Linked DNA regions of Delphinus delphis: region 1 is linked to region 2. A link is a contact called in public Hi-C data. All regions are on one chromosome and are shown on one strand. The core of a region is the stretch at or near the end of the contact, and the rest is flanking DNA. Distances in the headings are between cores, read along the strand shown. Region 1 holds the start of NDUFA3 (NADH:ubiquinone oxidoreductase subunit A3). Region 2 holds the start of LENG9 (leukocyte receptor cluster member 9).

The links. Hi-C and Micro-C count contacts between places; a contact is called where the count stands out from the background.
Region 1: a contact with region 2 is called in a Hi-C map of lung, with 4 times the contacts expected there. The contact joins the promoter of NDUFA3 here to the promoter of LENG9 in region 2.

The regions. Positions count from the first base shown.
Region 1 is chr20:4,267,479-4,271,424 of mDelDel1.2, forward strand. NDUFA3 (NADH:ubiquinone oxidoreductase subunit A3) reads right to left here and starts at 1,565. Exons shown (of 4, transcript XM_059999109.1): 1 at 1,433-1,565; 2 at 1,139-1,213. The coding sequence starts at 1,550. The region is part of intron 11 of LOC132416835 (NACHT, LRR and PYD domains-containing protein 2); the gene reads left to right.
Region 2 is chr20:3,833,608-3,837,214 of mDelDel1.2, forward strand. It overlaps LENG9 (leukocyte receptor cluster member 9), which reads right to left and starts at 1,921. Exons shown (of 1, transcript XM_060000449.2): 1 at 1-1,921. The coding sequence starts at 868. It overlaps CDC42EP5 (CDC42 effector protein 5), which reads right to left. Exons shown (of 3, transcript XM_060000483.1): 3 at 1,928-2,458. The coding sequence starts at 2,458. The coding sequence ends at 1,997. The region is part of intron 11 of LOC132416835 (NACHT, LRR and PYD domains-containing protein 2); the gene reads left to right.

The DNA of each region.
Region 1 (3,946 bases), core at 315-2,814, 430 kb after region 2:
GCCACAACTACTGAGCCTGCGAGCCACAACTACTGAGCCTGCGAGCCACAACTACTGAGCCCTCGTGCCGTAACTACTGAAGCCCGCGCGCCCAGAGCCCGTGCTCTGCAACAAGAGAAGCCACCGCAATGAGAAGCCGGCGCACCACAACAAAGAGTAGACCCCGCTCGCCGCAACTAGAGAAGAGCTGCGTGCAGCAACAAAGACCCAAAGCAGCCAAAAGTAAATAAATAAATTTATAAAAAAAAGTTAAAACATACAAATTAAAAGATAAATTTAACCTGGTATACCCAAGGCATTTCAACATATCCTCGGCATAAAAGACATTGATATTTTATATACGCTTTGTTATACAAAGTCTTTGAAATCTCGTGTATGCTTTACATCAGGGTAACATATACCATCTCAATTCATACTGGCCCCATTTCAAGTGCTCAGTGGCCCATGCGACCCGTGGCTGCCGTGTGGGACAACTGTGTTCTAGAACCTCACTCAGTGTGTGGCCTGCCAACCAGCAGTATTGACAAGACCTGGGAACGTGTTAGAAATGCAGCATCCCCAGACCCACCCCAGACCTACGGAAACAGAACCTGTATTTCACCAAGACCCACAGCATTACCTTGAAATCTGAGTAGCCCAGTTCTACAGCTGAGGTTCTCAATCGCAGAAGCACGTAAGAATCACTGGGGGATTTTCACAAGACACAAGATTCCCTAGCCCCACCTCCACCCCACCCAATTCAATTCAGAATCTGGTGGGGGGGCGATGAGGGTGAAAGGGGAGGATAAGGACATTACTTTTCATTTATTATTTTTTTTTTTAGCTATTATAATGCACAGCTAGGGTTGACAACCTCTTCTTTGAAGGGATTCTGGACCTCTTGGGTGGGTGTGTACGGGGTGGGGAGCGATGGGGTAGTGGAGGAGTCATAATACTAGGGGTGGGGGGGGGTTGGCATACAAGTGGGGACACGGAACGTTGAGGACGGCGGTCGGGCCTCGGGGATACAGGATGGAACGATGGTGGGGGGGGCGATGGAGCACTGGTGAGGGGCAGTGGGACCTCTAGGGGGTGGAGGAGATAAAGCCGGGACGCCGATTGGGGGTGATGCACTTTCGCGCCTGGGGCACTCACGCACCGAGACCCCCGATGGTGAGGGATGCCACTAGCACCGGCTCCTTGGCCCAGACATTCCTGAGAAAGGCGGCGATTCCTGGAAGGGTGGGCGAGAAGGGTCACCCCTGCAGGTGTTACCCCCGGTGACCTCTACCCCTCTCGCGCCACCCCCGCCCTGGAGGAGCTCCCTCGTGACCTCTGCGCCCCCCTCCGGCCCGGACCCCACCGCCTCCACGGGGGCTCCGTCTTGCCCTACCCCTGGCACCACCCGGGGTTCCCGGTACCATCCCCGCGCGCTGACCGAACCCGCACTTACTCCCGGCCATCTTGGTCTCGGCAACGGCGGCGGCGGCTGCGGCGGCGAGGGCGCGGAGCACTCTGGGACTTGTGGTCCCTGGGCACGGCCTCCGCAGTCGGAGTCCGCGCGTGCTCATTGGCGCAGAACAGCAATCCCAGACGGCGGCGGGAGTGCGGAGCACTCTGGGAGTTGTGGTCCTGGCCCGCTAGCCTCCACGGGCTAAATCCGCGCGTGCGCACTGGCGCAGAACAGCGGTCCTAGACGATGGCTGCGGGGAAAAGAGGTGATGCTGCAGATATAAGCGCAAACCTGTCTTGGCGCACCTGCCGCCGCTCTCTTTTTTTCTCTCCGCCTAGAAAGTCGTTCCAGAGGAGTAACTTTCAGTCCTCCTACTGCGGCCCAGCTAAGGCGGAATGCATCAGTCCTCATTTTATAGTTTACTTATGAGAGCCCATTTTACAGATGGGCAAACGGAGGCTGGGAGAGGACGAATCACCAATTTGAGGTATCAGCTTAAAATCAGTTCGTCCTGCAAGCCCTAAGTCTCATCTCAGAAGGGTTAGGGACCTTCTGTATACTCTCACAGTGCCCTATGTGACCTCCGTTATAGCGTACATCATTTTGTTCTGTTTTGTTTTAACTAACCTGGTCGGAATCTGCCTTTCCATCAGGCTGGGAGCTACTTGAGCACTGTAATGGGGTCTGACTCCCTTCTGTGCCCCTTTCCCCCAACCGTGTAGCACAGGGTCTGGCACATAATAGGTGCTAATTTTTTTTTCCAAAGTTTAATGAACAGAACAGTTATGACTGCGCCCTCTCCCAACTTTTTCCACAGCACCATGGGGCTGTGACACAGTCACCCAGGGGCCCCCACCTCGCTCCTTCCTTCCTTCAATAGGGCTCTGGCTTCCTGATGTTGCCTCATTTCCTGGTAGGGGGGAGGGCACAGCCAAGCCCTGGCTCCTGTTCCTGCTCCAGCCGAGAACTGCCCACCATGGCCCTGGTGATGAATCTGCAGCTGCTGACTCTCTGTGAGACACCCCAACCCCTTCTCCCTGGGCCCCTGGCTGGGCTGGGGTCTCCCTGAGGGCAGGTGCAGGGTGATCAGGAGGCACGAGCTGAGGGTTTGGAATTCTAGGCCAGAATAACAGGACTGGGGCTCAGACCCCTGGGTCCTAAGGCAAGAGGACCCAGGGGTCCTGAATTCCTGGGTTCCTGGAAGAGGAGGAAGTTGGGGGCAGGATTCTCTAGATCTTGAAGCAGGAGAGGGCTAGGGATCTGAATTCCTGGAGACAGAGAACCTATGGTCCTAGATCTTGATGTGGGAGGGAGATGGAGAAGCCAAGACACCTGGGAAAGAAGGAAACTGGGGGCCCAGACTCCTGCAGCCCAGAGAGGAGAAACTGTGGGCTCAGATTATTATCTCCTCGAAACGGTGGAATCCAAGGGCCTGAACTCTTGGGTGTAGAGGCAAGATGGGCTTGGGTCCAGACTTTTGGGCTCTTGAATAAGTGGGGACTGGAAGTCTGAATTTATGGCTACTGAGGAGAAAGTATGGGCAAGATTTCTGTTTCCCAGAGGATAGAGGGCCTGGGGACTTAGATTCCTGGGTGCTCAATGAGGTGGGGCCGGGAGCAACCGAAGGCTTTGACAAGACCAAACCCCTTCGACCTTCTATAGGGCTGGTGTGTCACGCAGACATCATTCCAACTGGTGAGTAACACTCTGCACCCATTCTCCTGTGTGTTGCTGACACCCCACTTCCAACGACTCAGATTTTATTTTGGTGCCTCCCCTCCCCCCAGATTTCCTTACTTCCCTCCCCCTTCCTTTATTTCTTTCCCTCCTTCCTTCCTCATTCATTTTAGTGACCAGTATAGGTAAGTAGTGAAGATCATGAACTTTGGAGTTAAAGAGACCTAAGCTGGAACCCCGGTTTCACCATCGTATTCATTTATGACCTTGAACAAACCACTGAATGCTGAGACTCAGCTTATTTCTCTGTAAAATGGGCTGTTGTGAGGATTTAATAAAATCACATGCATAAAACCCTTGGCTCAGAGCTTGGCGAAGTGCAGGGCTCGAGAAATAGGATCTCCAGCAATGCCTATTATTCCCCTTTGGAAAGTAGGGTCCTCCACCCTGAAACAGCGCTGGGTTTCTTTCCAGGGTTTCTGATGGGTGAGACCTCTTCTTCCTCTCAATTTCCCTCCATTACACTCCAACTTCAAATAAGAATCACCTGGAGAACCATTACTACCTTAGCTATCAATTTATTTTAATTATTTTTTAAATGTTAAAGCTAACATATATTCATGGTTTTAAAAATTATTATCAAGGGGCATATAACAACCTCCTTCTTCCCCTTCCTCATCTTCCTTAAATAATCTCTGAATCCTTATAAAAAATTTCCATGCTTTCAAACACACGTATGTATTTTTGTACTTCTTTTTCTCCCAAAGCAAAACTGATATTTCGTGACTCACATGGTTCTGCATCTTACATTTTTCACTTTGCAATCTCTCTTGGAGA
Region 2 (3,607 bases), core at 671-3,170:
CTTCGGGGCCTCCGCCATCCGGGGCCAAGGCGGCCCGGAGTCCCGTCCAAGCTGGCTGTACGCGCCCTCCCGCACCGGTGCCAAGACGGGTCGCAGCTACACCGTCCTGTGCGCCTCCGGCCCCGGCCGTGTCCCCACCGCTGAGCGCACCTCCGGCCCCGTACGCGTCCTCGCCGTCACTCTCGTCCCCGGTCCCGGTCCCATGCACGTCCCCGCCCCTGTCTCCGCCGTCGTGCGCGCCCCCGGTCCCGTGCGCGTCCACGCCGTTGCTCTCACCTCCGGCTCCGTGCACGTGCTCGCCGTCGCTCGCATGCCCGGTCTGGTGCGCGTCCTCGCCGTCGCCCTCCTCTCCGACACCGTGCGCATCCCCGCCGTCGAGCGCGTCCAGGATGGTGGACCCGCGGCCCGCAGCCAAGCCCGAGCCGAAGACGAGGTCCGTACGCGAGGCGCGGTCCCACACCAGACGGCCGCGGAAGCGGAAGTAGCGCACCCGGTGCTGCGGCACGGCCAGAACGCCCGGCCCGAGCGCCGCCAGAGGCTCGTCCCAGCAGAAGGAAAGGAAGGGCTTCTCGCGCACACCCAGGAAGCGGTCGACGTAGCCCACGGAAAAGTCGGCCGGGTCGAGGCGCGGGTCCCAGCGGATGCGCTGGATGACAGCCGCAGCCGTGCGCAGCGGCGGCTTCTTGGCTTTGGCCTCTGCTTCGGGCTCGCCTCTAGGCTGCGGCGGCGCCGGCGCCCCGGGGTGGGGCTGACGGCAGCGGGCACCGAAGCGGCAGCGGCCCTCCAGGAAGAAGCGGCAGGCCGGCGGCGGCGCGGGTTCCGCGCTGGGGGCCCCCACGGGCGGCTCCGGCCCTTCGGCCGCCGCCATGGGAGTGGGGTGCGGCTGGCGCGCTCGCCCCGCTCAGGCCGTTCCCGCACCTGGGTCAGTCCTGCCGGCACGGGCGCCAGGCACCGCTGTGACGTCACGGGCGAGGCTCAGGCCCCGCCCCGACCTGGAAAGCACCTCGCGCGTGAGACGGCCCTCCGCGGTGCCCTGGAGGCGCCTGACCCTTGCAGCCAAGCGGTTTTTATCTGTGGCCCCGGCCCCAACCCAATAATTTACATATGCGGCCCCGCCCCCACAACCCAAATACCTTACAGGTGCGGCCTCGCCTCTTCTGGCCCCTTAGTGAGCTTGGCTCCGCTACCTAATGATTTACAAGTGCGGCCCCTCCACTCTTGCTCCTTAGAGAAGCTGGCCCCGTCCCTAGTCCAGTGCTTTAACGATGCGGCCCCGCTCTCTCTTGGCCCCTGACGAGCTGGGCTCGCACACCCCGCACGCCTAATGATTTGCATGTGCTATCACGCCCCTCCGGGCATTCGTTGGGCCTCGCCCTCCGCGGGACAACCGGACGCCTGTAGGCCCAGAACGAACTTCGTAGCCCGGATTTGGGACGCAACTGTCGCCCTCAGGATGACACAACTTTGGGGCGTCCCTTTTCTACGGGGACCACGCCTCTTCCCGGCCACTTTTCCTGTGCGGCCGCTCCCGGGGTAAAGGACAGCTCGCCTGGGCTGGGTCCACTGGAGACGCGGAGCTCACGGGGTCACAGCCGTCGGCCGGCCCGAGGGAGCGAGTCAGGCCGGGCCCGGGACCGCGTCCGGCAGGCGGCGGCGGCGGCGACGCGCAGCCAACACTGCTGAAAAAACCAGGCTGTGGGAGCGGCCACTTCGGAACCCCGCCCCTGGGAGGGGCACCACCCAGCCACGCCCCTGGCTCTCTTAAAGGGGCCGCATCCCATTACACCAGGTTAATCCTGAGACCTCCACCCACCTGGCTGGGACCGGAACCTCACGTGACATACCTAGCTCTTAAAGGCGCCAGGACCTCATCACCCCTCCCCGTCCCCCCTTCCCACATGCAAAGTAAACAGACAAAACCCGGGGCACAGACCTTGTCGGTTTATGTATAAAGAAGTGGGGAGCTGGACGGTAAGGGCGCAGGGAATGGGGGTGCCTACAGGCCGATGACGTCGTCCAGCTCGAGGTCCGCGTTGGGGAGGCAACGGGCCCTAGGGTGCTGCGCCCCGGGGCCGGGGTCCACGTCGGGCTTGGCGGCAGCGGCGCCCGGGCGTTCCGCGTCCATGACGCCCAGCACTGCGTCCAGCATGGAGGGGCCCAAATCCAGGTGGAAGGACAGCAGCGGGTCGGCGGGCGCTGGCGCGCGGAGGGCGGGCGGCGGGGGCTGCGGCACGGCGGGCGGCGGCGCGGAGCGCGGGGCTCCCGCGGGCGGCGGCCGGGGCTCAGGGGGTGGCCCGCCGCCGTGGCGGCTCAGGAACGAAGTGTCTCCGAAGGCGTCGCCGCCGCGCCCCACGTGCAGAGTGTGCCGGAAGTCGCCGAGCGGCGCGGAGATGGACAGAGCGCCGCGCTCCGGCCGTTTCTTGGGCTGCGCGGGGCCCAGCTGCTTCAGGACCGGCATCTGCGGGATAGGGACGGGTTAGCACGGCCTACCCCGGGAGGACGCTACCGAGGCCTTCCGTGTTCCCAGCCCTGGGCGTAGCACGCCGTTCAGAGGATGCTCTCCATAAGTACAGGATGATGGTGGTGGGATCACTCCCATTTTACAAGTGGGGAAACTGAGGCTCCCAGAGGTCCGAGGTTACAGCTGCTTGATTCAAATCTCAGACTCAAATTTAGGTCTGCCCATATGTTAATTCCACTAAGAACTAACGTTTGAGCTTTTATAGGTCAGAGAACAAGCAACATGCTTCACCAAGCCTTTTGGACTGCTTCCCAAACTTGACAGAAACTCCAGCTTAAACACAGGGCCATCCACCATGAAGACAGGGCGGACTCTGTCCTTTGGGTGCAACAGACACAGTGCCCAGGGCCCGCCACATTTCTAGAGGCCCGCACACATGTTTAAACGTTTTGTTATTATTTTTTTGAACCTCTTGTCCTTTACTGAGGCCACTGGTCCCCAGCTCCCGCAGGGCAGGGACACGGGCCCAGGTCTTCCTCTCCAGCCCCGCCACCTTTGGGGCCTGCAGAGCCCACAAAACCCCGGGGAGCACAGATGAGACCCTCCCCCTCAACACATGGTGTACAGAAGCCCCTTCCCAGACGGGGCTGCCGTGTTTTATTTTAAAACGTCTGGATTATGTTTGCCTTTATACCAACGCAGTCGTAAAATATAATTATTATATATATATATATAATTATCTCCATGAAAGCTTTGCCTAGAACATACAAAAGTCATCACGTAGGCTGGCCTGAGGATTGTAATTTGGGAGATTTAGGGTGGGCCTGGGAAATCTATATATTTGCACAGCATTTTATAATTTGAATAATCTGGTTTTGAAAAAAACATATAAGTCTTACTTCTTGGAAAACAAGAGTAACAATAATAATCATGCAAATTTTCCTGTGTTAAAACATGGCAAGAATGGCATAAGTTCCAAACGGGCAGCTCATGAACTGTTAACTAGGTACCCTATAGCTACATGACTGCATCAGACTCGATGGTAAATAGATATGCCTGCCAACCTTTGCCCATATCCTGGAACTTGGCCGTTTCTATGGAACTTCTGGGAGGGACTTTGATGACCTTGTACTTTTGTTTTAACAG